Regions from separate parts of the Mus musculus genome. Here region 2 is linked to region 1. Evidence: chromatin contacts called from public Hi-C data. All regions are on one chromosome and are shown on one strand. Each heading gives the region's core, a stretch centred on a gene start, on an enhancer-like site or on the middle of the called end of the contact. The rest is flanking DNA. Distances are from core to core; before and after follow the strand shown.

Region 1 (2,700 bases), core at 93-2,592:
TGTGGCATCACAATACTCCAGTGAGCCACCACAATGCTTGTTATTGTGCTAATATGTCATAAATCACAATGAACCATCGAAGGGCTTCATTGTGACATCTCAACATTCCATCTTGACTCAAAATGCTGCAAACTGCCATTGTAGTGCTGTGCCGTTTCATTACAATGTCTTATTGTTTCATCACTATAGTATATTGTGATGCCACAGTGACCCATTGTGGTACACAAATGCTCCCAGTGCCATCGCTATACTCCCGTGCACCATTACAATTTTGCACACAACTCCATTTGCTATCACAGTAGGACACAGTGACATCACAATGCTCCATTGTTTTAACAGAGTGCTCCACTGTGCCATGGAAATGCAGGAGTGTGGTATCACCAAGCTCAGTGGTGACATCATGATCTTTCATTGTGTCATAATGATACTTCATGGTGTCATCACAAAGCCAATGTTGTGATGTCATAATGTTCTCCAGTGTAATCATCTGCTGATTTGTAATATCACAGCACTCCATTTGGCCATCACAGTGATCCATCTGTTGCCATAATGATATAACATCATAGTGACTCATTTTGTCTTCGCGGTGCTGTGTTTTATTATGTAGGTATGCTCCATTGTGCCAACACCACATTCCAAAGCGTGTGTGTCTGCACAAGTAAGTGTATGAAGGCCAGAGGTCTGCCTCAACTGTCATTTTTTCTTGTACTAGTCTGGAACTTGCCAATAGGCTAGATTGTCTATATGCTCCTGTTTCTGCCTCTTGGAGCTGGGATTACAAGCACTCATTACCACTCCTGACTTTTTAAATGTGGGTCCTGGAGATGGGACTCCCATCTTATGCTATCAGAGCTGTCTCCTAAGACTCACAACGCTGTGTTTTTTTGTTTTATTCACAACTAGTTGCAAAGACTTTGTTTATCTTCCCAGGCTATTTTTTTCCCTCATTGCTCAAACTGAGTAAATTTCATTAGTCCATTTGCATTTTCACATAAGTTCCTTGAGTGGATTGTTATCCCTTTTGCAGTAGCTTTTCAGTTTTGTAATTAGCACTTGGTTATTTTTATAATTCCTGTTTCCTTGTTGAGGTTTCGTTTGCAATTAATTACTGAATCAGTTTTGATCATGACTGCTTAAAATGTTTCTATTAAATAATTCTAAGACCTGATTCTTTCTTCTCAGTGCTATAGTTGATTACTCTTTTTTCCAAATTTCAGTGTTCTTGGTTCTTAGTATGCTGGATGTTTTTGTCATTGTAGTGTGAAAGGCTGACTCTTCTCTGAGGACAACCCAGACCACACCTAACTTTTCTCTATTTGTAGTTATGCTGTTAGGTTCAGCAGTGCAGGTGTGACCTGCTTTGTGGGCTGCGGTTGCCTGACATCTGATTTTCAGAGCCTTTGTGGTGCTGTGTCTGTTTGCCTGTTTTTGTTTTTGTTTTTCTCATGTGTCTTGCTCTCCCATGGGTTCCTTTGGGTGCTGCTTGAGAACTCAGAAAGACCCTTTTCAGCCCCAGCTGTTGTTTCTAGAAGGAAGAACTGTCCAGCCTTAAGAGGCCAAGTGTTCTTCCTGGGCTCTGCACTTGTGCAGGGAAGGAACACTTGTTTTGTGGCTGCGTTTATCTTGACTGCACTGTTCACTATCTGGTGTCACAGTCCTGGAGGGACAAAGATGTTTCCTGGGATGAGCTCTTGACAAGGTGAAATCCTCTTTGCCGATGCAGGCCACCTCTGTTCTTTCAGGGCATCTCCCATGCCATGAAATGAGAGGTGGGGCGGTGTCCTTGGACTTGCTGGGGAAGGAAAGCCCTTCCACAGGGTGCTGATCACCAGCAGGGTCTCTGATCAGCTCGCCTACATTTCTGCTGCCGTTGATGGCTTTGCTGATTGCGTTGGTTACTTTTGTGCGGTTGTACTGGTCTCTGTTGTGATTTGAATATTGAACATTCCCCACAGAGTCATGAATACAGATGGTGGTGCTGTTTTGGAAGGTTGTCTATTGTAGATGGTGGGGCTTCACTGCAGGAAATGAGTTACAGTGAATCTTGAGGTTTTTATAGCCTGGCCACACTTTCTGTCCTCTCTCTGCTTCCCGACTACGGTTACAAGGGTTCTAGGTACCCACCCTACTGTAGGTAGCCATGCTTTCATCATGGTGGACTATATCCCTTCAAAACCGTAAGCTAAATTCAGGCCTGCAAGATGGCGCCAGGAGTAATGGCTTTGGCTGCCAAGCTCCCAAACCAGAGTTTGATTTTCAGAACCCACGTGAAAAGAACTGACTCCAGCAAGTTGTCCTCTGACTTCACATGCACGCTGTGGTATAGGCACAGAAGAGAGTTCCCATTCCAGAGAGGACGATAACAAGAAAGAAAGAACCAACATAAGACCAAACTCCAGAAGATCAAATCCTACAGCCTCATGTCTGACATTCAGGGCACAGTGTCATCACCAGGGCTCCAACCGTGTTGAGCAGCTTATGTTCCTACATTTATAACATACATGGCCTCTCTCGAGTCTGCTACACCCAGTGCCTAAGCCATCCCTTATTGCAGGATTTTCCCTGTCCAATTACGTTACTGCTGAGGAGGCCTGTGATTGGACAGGGAAAAGGGAGGTGGAGCTAATAGTAGCAGAGACGGAGAGCTCTCAGAGGAGGAGAAAGGAGAATGGAGGCAGATATGAACCAGCGTGGCTTGAA
Region 2 (2,700 bases), core at 58-2,557, 52 kb after region 1:
TAGGGAGTGCACAGCCAGCACTCCTTGGTAGGTATGTGCTGGGAAGATCCTCTTCCTAGTCTTCTAAGCCAGACTTCTAAAGGCTGTGGCTCTACCTTCTGAACCCCCACAGCCAAGCAGTTCTCTTGGGGCAAGAAGCCACACCCAGGGAGGAGAAAGTTGGATCTTGGGTTACATGGTTGGCAAGTTAGCTTTTACTTACCTCTAGCCTTGTCTGTCTGTATTGTGTGCTCATTTTCTTTTTCTATGCCAGTGGGGCTCCTTCTCTATGTTCTGTGAGCCTTGTTTTTTCTCCTCTGTACATTAGCTGATACAAACACCCAAGGAAGTCATCTTGAGAGGGTGACACATAGGTGCACTAGAATAGACCTAGGAGAACTGCTGGATTGATTTGCTGTGTACCACTACCCTTCCCCTATTCCACACAGCAGCAGAGAAGACCTGTGTCCTGTCCTAGTCTGTGTTTTTAAGAGGGAAGACCATACCCCTGAAATATGATGGACAGATCCCTCACGTGGAACACAGAATGGATCTGAGATGGACACGGGGCACACACAACAAGGTATACTGTTTTGTTACCCAGTTCATGGGAGAAAGCATCCCCATTGGCTTCTAGGAGGGAGCTTCCATCTACCCAGTCTAGGCCTAAAAACTCAGCCTACTGATATATGAATGCCATGGGAAGCTGGCCTCAGTCTTTGCCAGTCAGATTTTGTCAACTTGACACAAGTGTTATTTGGGAAGAGAAACCTCAGTTGAGAAATTACCTCCCTCAGGTTGCCTGTAGGCAAGTCTGTAGGGTGTTTTCATGACTATTGATTGATGTGGGCAAGCTCAGCCCACAGTAGTGTTTGTGGAGTCACACTTGGGGGCAGGTGGTCCTGGGGTGTATAAGAAAGCAGGATGAGCAAGCTATGAGCAACCAAGCCTGTAAGCAGCATCCCTCCATGGCTTCTGTACCTCTATGGCTTGAGTACCTGCCCTGACTTCCCTCAGTGATGACCTGAGAGTGGTAAGTTGAAATAAACCATTTCTTTCCCAACCTGCTTTTCATCATGGTATTTTATCTGCACCATAGAAACATTAAGACATAGCCCAACAAGGGGCCTTGGGCACCAGTGCTGAAGGTTCTCACATTTCACCTTGCTGGATCCCCAAATCCTCATCATGTGCCCACCCCAAACCCTCTGCAGTCACCACTTTCTCAAAGTAGATTTTACTTCCAATTGCCATTTGCTAAATCTGCCTCCTAAAAACCTTGCGGGGGGAGTAGGGATTAAGGCTGATTACAGATGTTACAGAAGCTATGTAGTCTCTGAGCACTGGGTGGGAGTCCAGCCGGAGGGTGAGAAGCAGTCCAGCTCCTTCTGAGCTGACTGAGCCATCAATATCATCTCAAACTCTGAGCCCTGCTGTCCAGTCTCATAAAGAGGACTCTCTTACCTCAGCTGACCAGGGCCTCCCATGCAGCAGGCTGGACCTCACAGGGAATGCAGAAGCACCCATGGGGTCCATGAGGAAGATGAGCAGCTCCTTCAAGCGTGGTTCAATCAAGAGCTCCACATCAGGGTCCCAGAAGGTGAGTGAGCTTTGTTTGAGGCCCAAGGGCAGATGGATAGCAAGGTCAAGGGACATGGGTCTCTACTCTGTTTGATTGCTGCTCCAGTGGGCTCTCGTCTTCCAGGTGTATGTGTGTGTGTGTGTTATGTATATATACTTTCTACTGCATCAAACTCCTTTCTTAGGGGGTGACTCCACATTTCATGCCTCTATGTCCCATGTCTGATGTCTTCATTCTCTCACTTTCAGGATGTTGTACTGGTAGCCGTGGCCAGTATCCTCACGGCTCTGAGCCATGACATCCCTTGTCTCCACACGGGGCACTGTGAAAGGGTTCTTATGTGGCTTGCTTGTCCTTGCTTTGCTCTGTTCCAGATTTATAGAATTACTGAGGGGACTTAGAGGTATACTGCTGCTTCTAGAAGACGTGAGGGTGGCCCTGAGTGAGCCCTGCGTTTGGTATAGGTTTCTGTGGCCTCTGAGCAGGCTGAGTGGACGTCCCATTCTGTTAAAGGCCACTTACTGTGTTAGGGTCACTTGTCTTCTGCACCTGGTCTGTCTAAGGCAACAAAAAACTAGCCTAGGAGTAGGTGGCCTTCAGTACCCTGGGCTGCAAGAATGGGTCCTTTGGACCCAGGTTACCATGGCCCATACAACTGGAGACCTGATTAAGAAAATCAGACACAAGTTAACTGTAAAGTTAGGATCTTGTGGGCTATGCCCTCGGATGGAGACACACTATGTGCTTGGTTACTCAGTGTGTTTGTTACATACAAAGTAAATGAGGAGGCAGGTCAGCTAGTGTGTGTTTATTATATACGGTATGAACAAGGAGACTAGCCAGCTAATGTGTGTTTATTATATATAGTATGGACAAGGAGGCTGGTCAGCTAATCTTGGTAGATGGTCTCTATAGAGAAACGGCCTCAGGGGATTTGACCATGAAGTAATCTGGGATGAAAAAGCTCTGTACAGTTTGCACTACTCACTACTGTTTTTTAGCTAAATGTCACCCATTCTTCAACATCCATCCTTGCACCAGGGAAAGGCCTTGCCATCCTATGAATCTGAGGCACTGGTGTTCTTGACATGGTCATGCTCATGACGTGAATGCTCATTCAACAAGTATACACTCTCTTC

The links. A called contact is a pair of places that touch in the nucleus more often than the background predicts.
Region 2: a contact with region 1 is called in a Hi-C map of CD8 T cells, with 2.2 times the contacts expected there. The contact joins the promoter of Trpm1 here to the enhancer-like site in region 1. A contact is called at or near these places in 2 of 39 promoter capture datasets (macrophages and pre-B cells), 10 of 484 Hi-C or Micro-C datasets (CD4 T cells, CD8 T cells, cerebral cortex and 4 more), 6 of 115 datasets of contacts at active chromatin or transcription factors (the 230-238 cell line, CD8 T cells, double positive thymocytes and 3 more) and 2 of 9 other capture datasets (adipose tissue and liver).

The regions. Positions count from the first base shown.
Region 1 is chr7:64,100,494-64,103,193 of GRCm38.p6, forward strand. No RefSeq gene overlaps it. Among named protein-coding and RNA genes, the nearest start is that of Gm45988, 29 kb to the right of the region's middle. Within about 2 kb of position 1,343, at least 25 of the 459 cell types and tissues checked have an H3K27ac peak or open chromatin away from gene starts, as enhancers often do. A contact at or near this core is called in CD8 T cells, double positive thymocytes, effector CD8 T cells and 1 more, where this site is marked.
Region 2 is chr7:64,152,528-64,155,227 of GRCm38.p6, forward strand. It overlaps Trpm1 (transient receptor potential cation channel, subfamily M, member 1), which reads left to right and starts at 1,308. Exons shown (of 27, transcript NM_001039104.2): 1 at 1,308-1,579. The coding sequence starts at 1,505.